2 separate regions of the Mus musculus genome follow, and region 2 is linked to region 1. Evidence: chromatin contacts called from public Hi-C data. All regions are on one chromosome and are shown on one strand. Each heading gives the region's core, a stretch centred on a gene start, on an enhancer-like site or on the middle of the called end of the contact. The rest is flanking DNA. Distances are from core to core; before and after follow the strand shown.

Region 1 (2,990 bases), core at 124-2,623:
AACCTCAAAGCCCACCCTCAGTTATATACTTTATCCAATAAAGCCATACCGTCTAATCCTTCCTAAATAGTCCAGTAACTGAGAACCAAACATTCAAACCTCTTTGCCAGTGTGGGCCATTCTCATTCAAACCTCCATGTACTATGACCTTCAACTGTGTGAGACAAGCTAAGCCCCCCTTCCCTGAGTGGCTTCTGTGAGGTTTTTTTGTCACAGCAATGAGACAATTCAGGTGTATGAGAAGAAGGAGGCAGAAGAGATGGATATCACAAGACTGCTGAGTGGCAAGCAGAGTGAGAGGCATTTTGTGCATAACATCTACAGGGTATTCAATGCCGACTGTGCATGTGACACTCTGTGTAAGGCACTGACTGGCACTGCTGAGCCATGTTTGTCAATATCAGAAACTGGGGTTGGGGATGGCAGCTATGTACATAACAGCCAGCTATCAGGAGCATCCCTACATGGATGGAAGCTGGGCATCTGAGAAGCATCAACCACTCACGTTTCCATAGCGAACACGGGTGAAACGGAGCATCTCCCCTGGTCCTTCCTGACCAGCACCCACACTTTCTATTGTAAATATTTGGAGATGAGGTATGTAGAGGCCAAGAATGAGAACGTCTGCCTTCATAAACAATGAGCCATGGAATAGGAGTCTGAGGAGGATGGGAGAGTAGAGGACCGCACACTCCATCTGGTCCGGGAGTGTTTCTCAAGGGAGACATACTTACAGCTTTGGACTGGGACATCCTTTTTCCGTGAGAGTGTTTTGTGCATCACAGGGCACTTTGCGTTCTTCTTAAGCACCGAAACCCAGAAGTGACCCTTCTGTTTGTGACTCAGACAGTGCTGTCAAATGTACCCCAATGTCTCAGGTGAGTGGTACCATCTGTCCTTCCCAAGACTCACCGTAGATAAAGATGCCTTCTTGAAACCTCCTAGCTCCAGGGCTATATTCAGTAATTCCGGGCAGACATGAATGAGTGAGAGAAAGAATGAGAAAAAAACAGAAGTCAAGACAATGGCAGGAGAGTTCATCTGCGTAGACTATTTCTGTGGCCTTTGGGTACTTATACCCCTGGGACACTCCAGATGATGTTCAGCTGGAACTGTGATGGATGGCTCAGACCTGAGATGAAAGGGCCCAAACTCAATCTGCTCTGCAGTTTACCTCTAACCACACTCCTTCCTGGCACTTTCAAGACTGTAAATGAAGACTGTACGCTCAACGGCAGTCTCACATGGGAGCAGAGGAAAGGAGGGAGGGACACCAGCCTTGCTGTAGTAAAATGGGACACCATCACCCTCCACACTAATGCAAACCAGCTGCTGACTGGCCCTGACTTGCGATAGAGCAGGCAGAATTCTTGGACACTGAGTTATTCTTAGAAGCATGTGCAGTCAGTCCCCTGGCAGGGCTTACTGTGAGCTGGCTATTGCCAGCCCCCTGTCAGGACGCCGTGCCAGCAGGCCAGGGGAGTGATTGTTCTTACTTATAAAAAATAACTTTGGGATTTTAATTTCAAATTACCCACAGAGATGGAGCCTGGATATGGGGAAGGGTGGGAAAGGCAGAGAAGTTGGGACAAAGTATGAAGAGGGGGCAGAGGAACAGTGGCTATTAAGACTCTCATTTTATTCCTGTGTTTGGAATTTCTCCTCCCTGTGTGGTGGGTTCTCATCACAACAGACTTGTGTGGGACCTGGAAGGACCCAGGTGACCACATGTTGACCTTAGTGTGGGCAGTTTCACGTGTTTCTTTTGTGTGCTGGACCGCTTTCTCTTGGAGACTTCATTTAATGTGTACAGGACACCATGTGGTGGGTATTACAGTAAGTCTTGGAAAGGTAATCCGATAGGGCTCCACAATTATCAAATGGCACAGGCAAAGTATGAACTTGGGCCAGCTAAGTCCTACCTTCATATCTGTGTTGAATACCAACTCTATGACAAGGCTGAGCTAGACGTTAAGACTATGATGCTAAATAAAATGACTGGATCCCAGCCCCCGGCTCTTGCTGTTGGGCTGTCTGCAGGAGAGCCAAGTGGATAAAGAGGAAGGTCAGTATCAGGATTTGTCAGGCAGGAGATAAGACCCGCTGTGACCTCTGTCGTGATAGGTCAAGCACAGCTATCATTTTGAGGAAATACTCCAGTCTTACATGGGCACCTATGTGGAAGGCCATGGAAGAAGAGTACTCAGGCAAAGGGACCAGGATGTCCGCCAATGTGCTCAGCAAACTCGTGGCACTCGGGATGCACTGAGGATATGGAGGAGGAAGTCACTGAAAGACAAGGAGGCTCTGAGCAGAACAGGTTCTATAGGACAAATGTGGAAGCTTGAGCTTTGTTTGTGGGACCAAAACCCTCTGTGTATCCACTAGTTATTTGCTTATTGACCATGTGTTTATTGAGCATATACTCTGTCTGGTAGTTAAGGAGTCTTAAGCAAAAACAGCTCTCCCCCAACACACACACACACACACACACACACACACACGGAGAAACTAAAACCAAACAGCACTGCCCTCAACAAAACCAAACAAAGTAGATACTTACTTGTGCTATAGTGGAAAAGAGGTTCCCATGTGAAAAAAAAAATCATTTAAGGAGTCACCATAGTGGATGAGCTGAAAGATGTCCCCAGGATGATCAAGGGTCGATGGCTAGGAGTTCAGGGCCATAGATAATCTCAAGAGGGACTTCTCCACTTGGCAAACGTGAAGATGAATTAATTGTCACTTTCTCTGCAGAGCACATGGATGACTGCACATTTGTATCAAAGGAAGTTCTTCTGGGCAGCTTGACTTTCAAGACTCTTACCCAGGTCGTTGCTCCTGCCAATGGAGTGCGTGTCAAGAGAGGTCCCTTCTGCAGACTTATTTATGTAGATTTCAGTTATTGGTTATCTGGTAAAGTATTTTTGAAATAAAGCATGAGGTCTTTCAGAGGGGGATAGGAGGGAGAGCCGGGTGGGGTGTGGGGG
Region 2 (2,990 bases), core at 360-2,859, 490 kb after region 1:
AAAAAAAAATGAGGCACTTGGTCCCACCCTGGTGAGGACATTCTAAAGACGAAAGGAGACAACACATGGAAGGTCTGGCCCAGGGCTCTGGCTTCCAGCAGGAGTTCAGCAAATGTGCTTTCGTCCTTCGGTTTCCTTCCCTCTGCAAGCTCATCATCAGATCCCTCCCCAGCAGACCCTTCCCCAGCCTTCAGAACTCTGCCTGTCACCACTTCCCCCTCAAAGGCTTTCTGCTCCATCTGGCTAGACAGACCCACCCCTTCCTGTTTAGCACGTCCAGATGGCACAGGGGCATCTGGTCTGCCAAGGGATAAGAAAAGCTCTCTGGAGGAAGACCCCCTAGAGGATAGACAGATAAGGGGGAATGGAAAGGGCATTCCAGACAGAGGGAACCGTGTGTTCCAAGGTCAGGAAGGCAGAGAAAGCTTTGTAGATTTGAGGATTTCAAGGGCAATGCAAAGGAGCCTTTCTGGACCAGATTCACTGAACGGCACTGCCAGGCGCCGTCCCCACCCTGATCAACCTCCTTCACAGCACAAGTGGATCACATACTCTTTTGTTTATTGGTTTCAGCCCCAGCTGAAACCCCAAGTCCACTGCAGGGAGGGGGGCACACCTTATCTTCTTTGCCTTCTTAATATTTGGTGACTAGTTATCACTACTAGTTAAATGACCACCAGACTCAGAGCTCCAAGACAAGAGGGACCTGGCCATCCCTCCCCCATTAAATCCCCCAACACCCGGCACAGGACTAACGACATAGCATTTGACACTTGGTTAAGTATTTTATGATCAAGCCATATGCTCTATACTAGATATTCAGCTCCTGAAAGGATAGAAGAATGACCTCAGGCAGCGCAGGTATGCTGTGATATAAATAACCCCACATATACACACTCGGGTGCACCTGATGGGTAAATGAAGGAGTTAATGCAAGACTACAAAGTTCTCACACTCCAAAGCCCAGAGGTCCATGATGCCAAGCTTCGCCTTGCTAAGCTGCCAAGATTTCTATCTCTTCTTGTCACTGCCATTCAAAGCGACTCTCTTATCCACAGCAGCCATGCCTCCATTGTCACAGGGGCAGTAGATCATCTCCCCTCTGTTCCTCTCTCCTGAGCTCTGAAAGCCCTGCAGATTCCCAGCCCTGCAAGAGGAGGTCAGCTGACCCGGGCGCCTGGCCCTCTTCCGGCAGGCACTTTTACAGGAGCCTTCTCTGGGAATGGTCAGCATTCCATTCTCCCAGAGAGTGGGATGTGAATCTGGCCTGTTTTCATTAATTGCAAATTAATGCTAGGCTGGGTGCTATTTTAGTCCACGCTTCCACAGAGGGTGGAATGCGACCCAAGGCAGCTAGCGCATCGCGCTCATTCCTTCTGCCGTTGGACTGCGTGAATATTTTTAGAAGCCGCACCCTCTTGCCGTGGCCAGATAGATAATTTCCAAAACCAGATGTGCTCATTGCAAATCAGCATAAGGCACAGAAGGGAAGAGCAACCAGTCACATGGCTCACACCAAAACTGCAGCAACATCTAACACATTCCAGCCAGAAGCATCTTTAGAGACTTCCCGCGGGGCCACAGGAGAGGTGGACCCACAATGTGACAGCCACTCCCCCTGCCCTTAGCACGATCGATCTTGCCACTCACATCCGGTTGGTTGGTAGTCCATTTGTACCCACGGTCCCCCTAGGCCAGGCAGCGATGGCCTTTCATTCACACAGAAGGCCAGCTTGTGGCCATGTGTATGACTGCTTCTGTCAGCAACTGTCCTTTCTAAATATGCATCTGCAAAGTGCTGAGTCAGGAAGCGCGGATTCCCATGCAGCCGGAAGGCAAATCAGCACCAGCTGAAACACATTTTTAAAACACTTGGAAGTGGGTGCAAGAGGATGGAGTTTGCCTGGAAGTCAAACATGGGAGTGAGTTTTAATCCTGGCTAGGGGCTCCTTTGCCCACAAATCAATCAGTTATAATGCTTACATGTGCCAGGCACCAGGAGATGCTCTGGAATGAGAAAGACAACAAACTCCTGATCTCAGGCACACCCCTTAGACAGTCCAGGCTGGAAATCGACCCTCAACAAGTTCTTTCAACTAGACTATCAGGTCTTAGTTGACATCTCTGCAGCAACGGAGGAAACAGTAAATAATGACTTGTTAAAAGGACAGATTTGATTATGTGTGAGTGTGCGCACACGCGCGCGCACACACACACACACACACACACACACACACATGCTCACACACGTTCCCACCCTGGGCAATGTCAGGAGCAGAGATTCCTAAGAAAACAGACAAAGAAAAATATAGGACCAAAGTTGACTTTTGTAATTAAGTACTATGTGTGCTACTTGGATACAAAAACAGAGGCTCTCAGGTGGAAAACCTGGTCCCCAGGAGCCCCATGCCCTACAGTCACTTCTCTGTTGCTTTGGGTTTTACAAATGAGCTGTTCTTCCAGGCTGCTGCCCCATTGTCCCCAACACAATTGCTCTCTGAATTCTGGCCATTCTTCTGCTCCATTAGGGAATTCTATGACTCCACAGGAAGCTATGCACCTTATCACTTCTGGGGCTACAGCATGGGACCAAGAGGTCCCACTGTACCACAGAACCCAATCCCCAGGCGAGAGGCTCACATTCCAGACCTTGTATAGTCTACATTTAGTTCCGAGGGCTCCCGGCGACAGGTGGCAGGAAGAATCTGGACAGGGTATCACTGAGATCAACAGATGATATGGAACCCTTAGAAGGCAAGGGTCCAAACTGACAGCAGGCCCGACCACCACCCCATCCCAGAACCACTTGCCCAAGCTTCTGGCTTTCCATGCATTTCCTCCTGCAGGGGCCAGACACTTAGACTTAGGCAAGCTCTTGGGATGGACACAGCTAAGCACCACCTCCTCTGAATGCATTTCTAACTACTTTCACATTTATTGTCGGTACCTAGAACTGGGGATTGCCCACAGAAACTCTCGGGAAAAAATTG

The links. A called contact is a pair of places that touch in the nucleus more often than the background predicts.
Region 2: a contact with region 1 is called in a Hi-C map of myocytes, with 1.8 times the contacts expected there. The contact joins two enhancer-like sites. A contact is called at or near these places in 1 of 484 Hi-C or Micro-C datasets (myocytes) and 3 of 115 datasets of contacts at active chromatin or transcription factors (cardiomyocytes, extraembryonic endoderm stem cells and neural progenitor cells).

The regions. Positions count from the first base shown.
Region 1 is chr10:83,894,493-83,897,482 of GRCm38.p6, forward strand. No RefSeq gene overlaps it. Among named protein-coding and RNA genes, the nearest start is that of Gm33919, 31 kb to the right of the region's middle. Within about 2 kb of position 1,374, at least 57 of the 459 cell types and tissues checked have an H3K27ac peak or open chromatin away from gene starts, as enhancers often do. A contact at or near this core is called in myocytes, where this site is marked.
Region 2 is chr10:84,387,277-84,390,266 of GRCm38.p6, forward strand. All of the region lies in intron 4 of Nuak1 (NUAK family, SNF1-like kinase, 1), which reads right to left. Among named protein-coding and RNA genes, the nearest start is that of Nuak1, 52 kb to the right of the region's middle. Within about 2 kb of position 1,610, at least 96 of the 459 cell types and tissues checked have an H3K27ac peak or open chromatin away from gene starts, as enhancers often do. A contact at or near this core is called in myocytes, where this site is marked.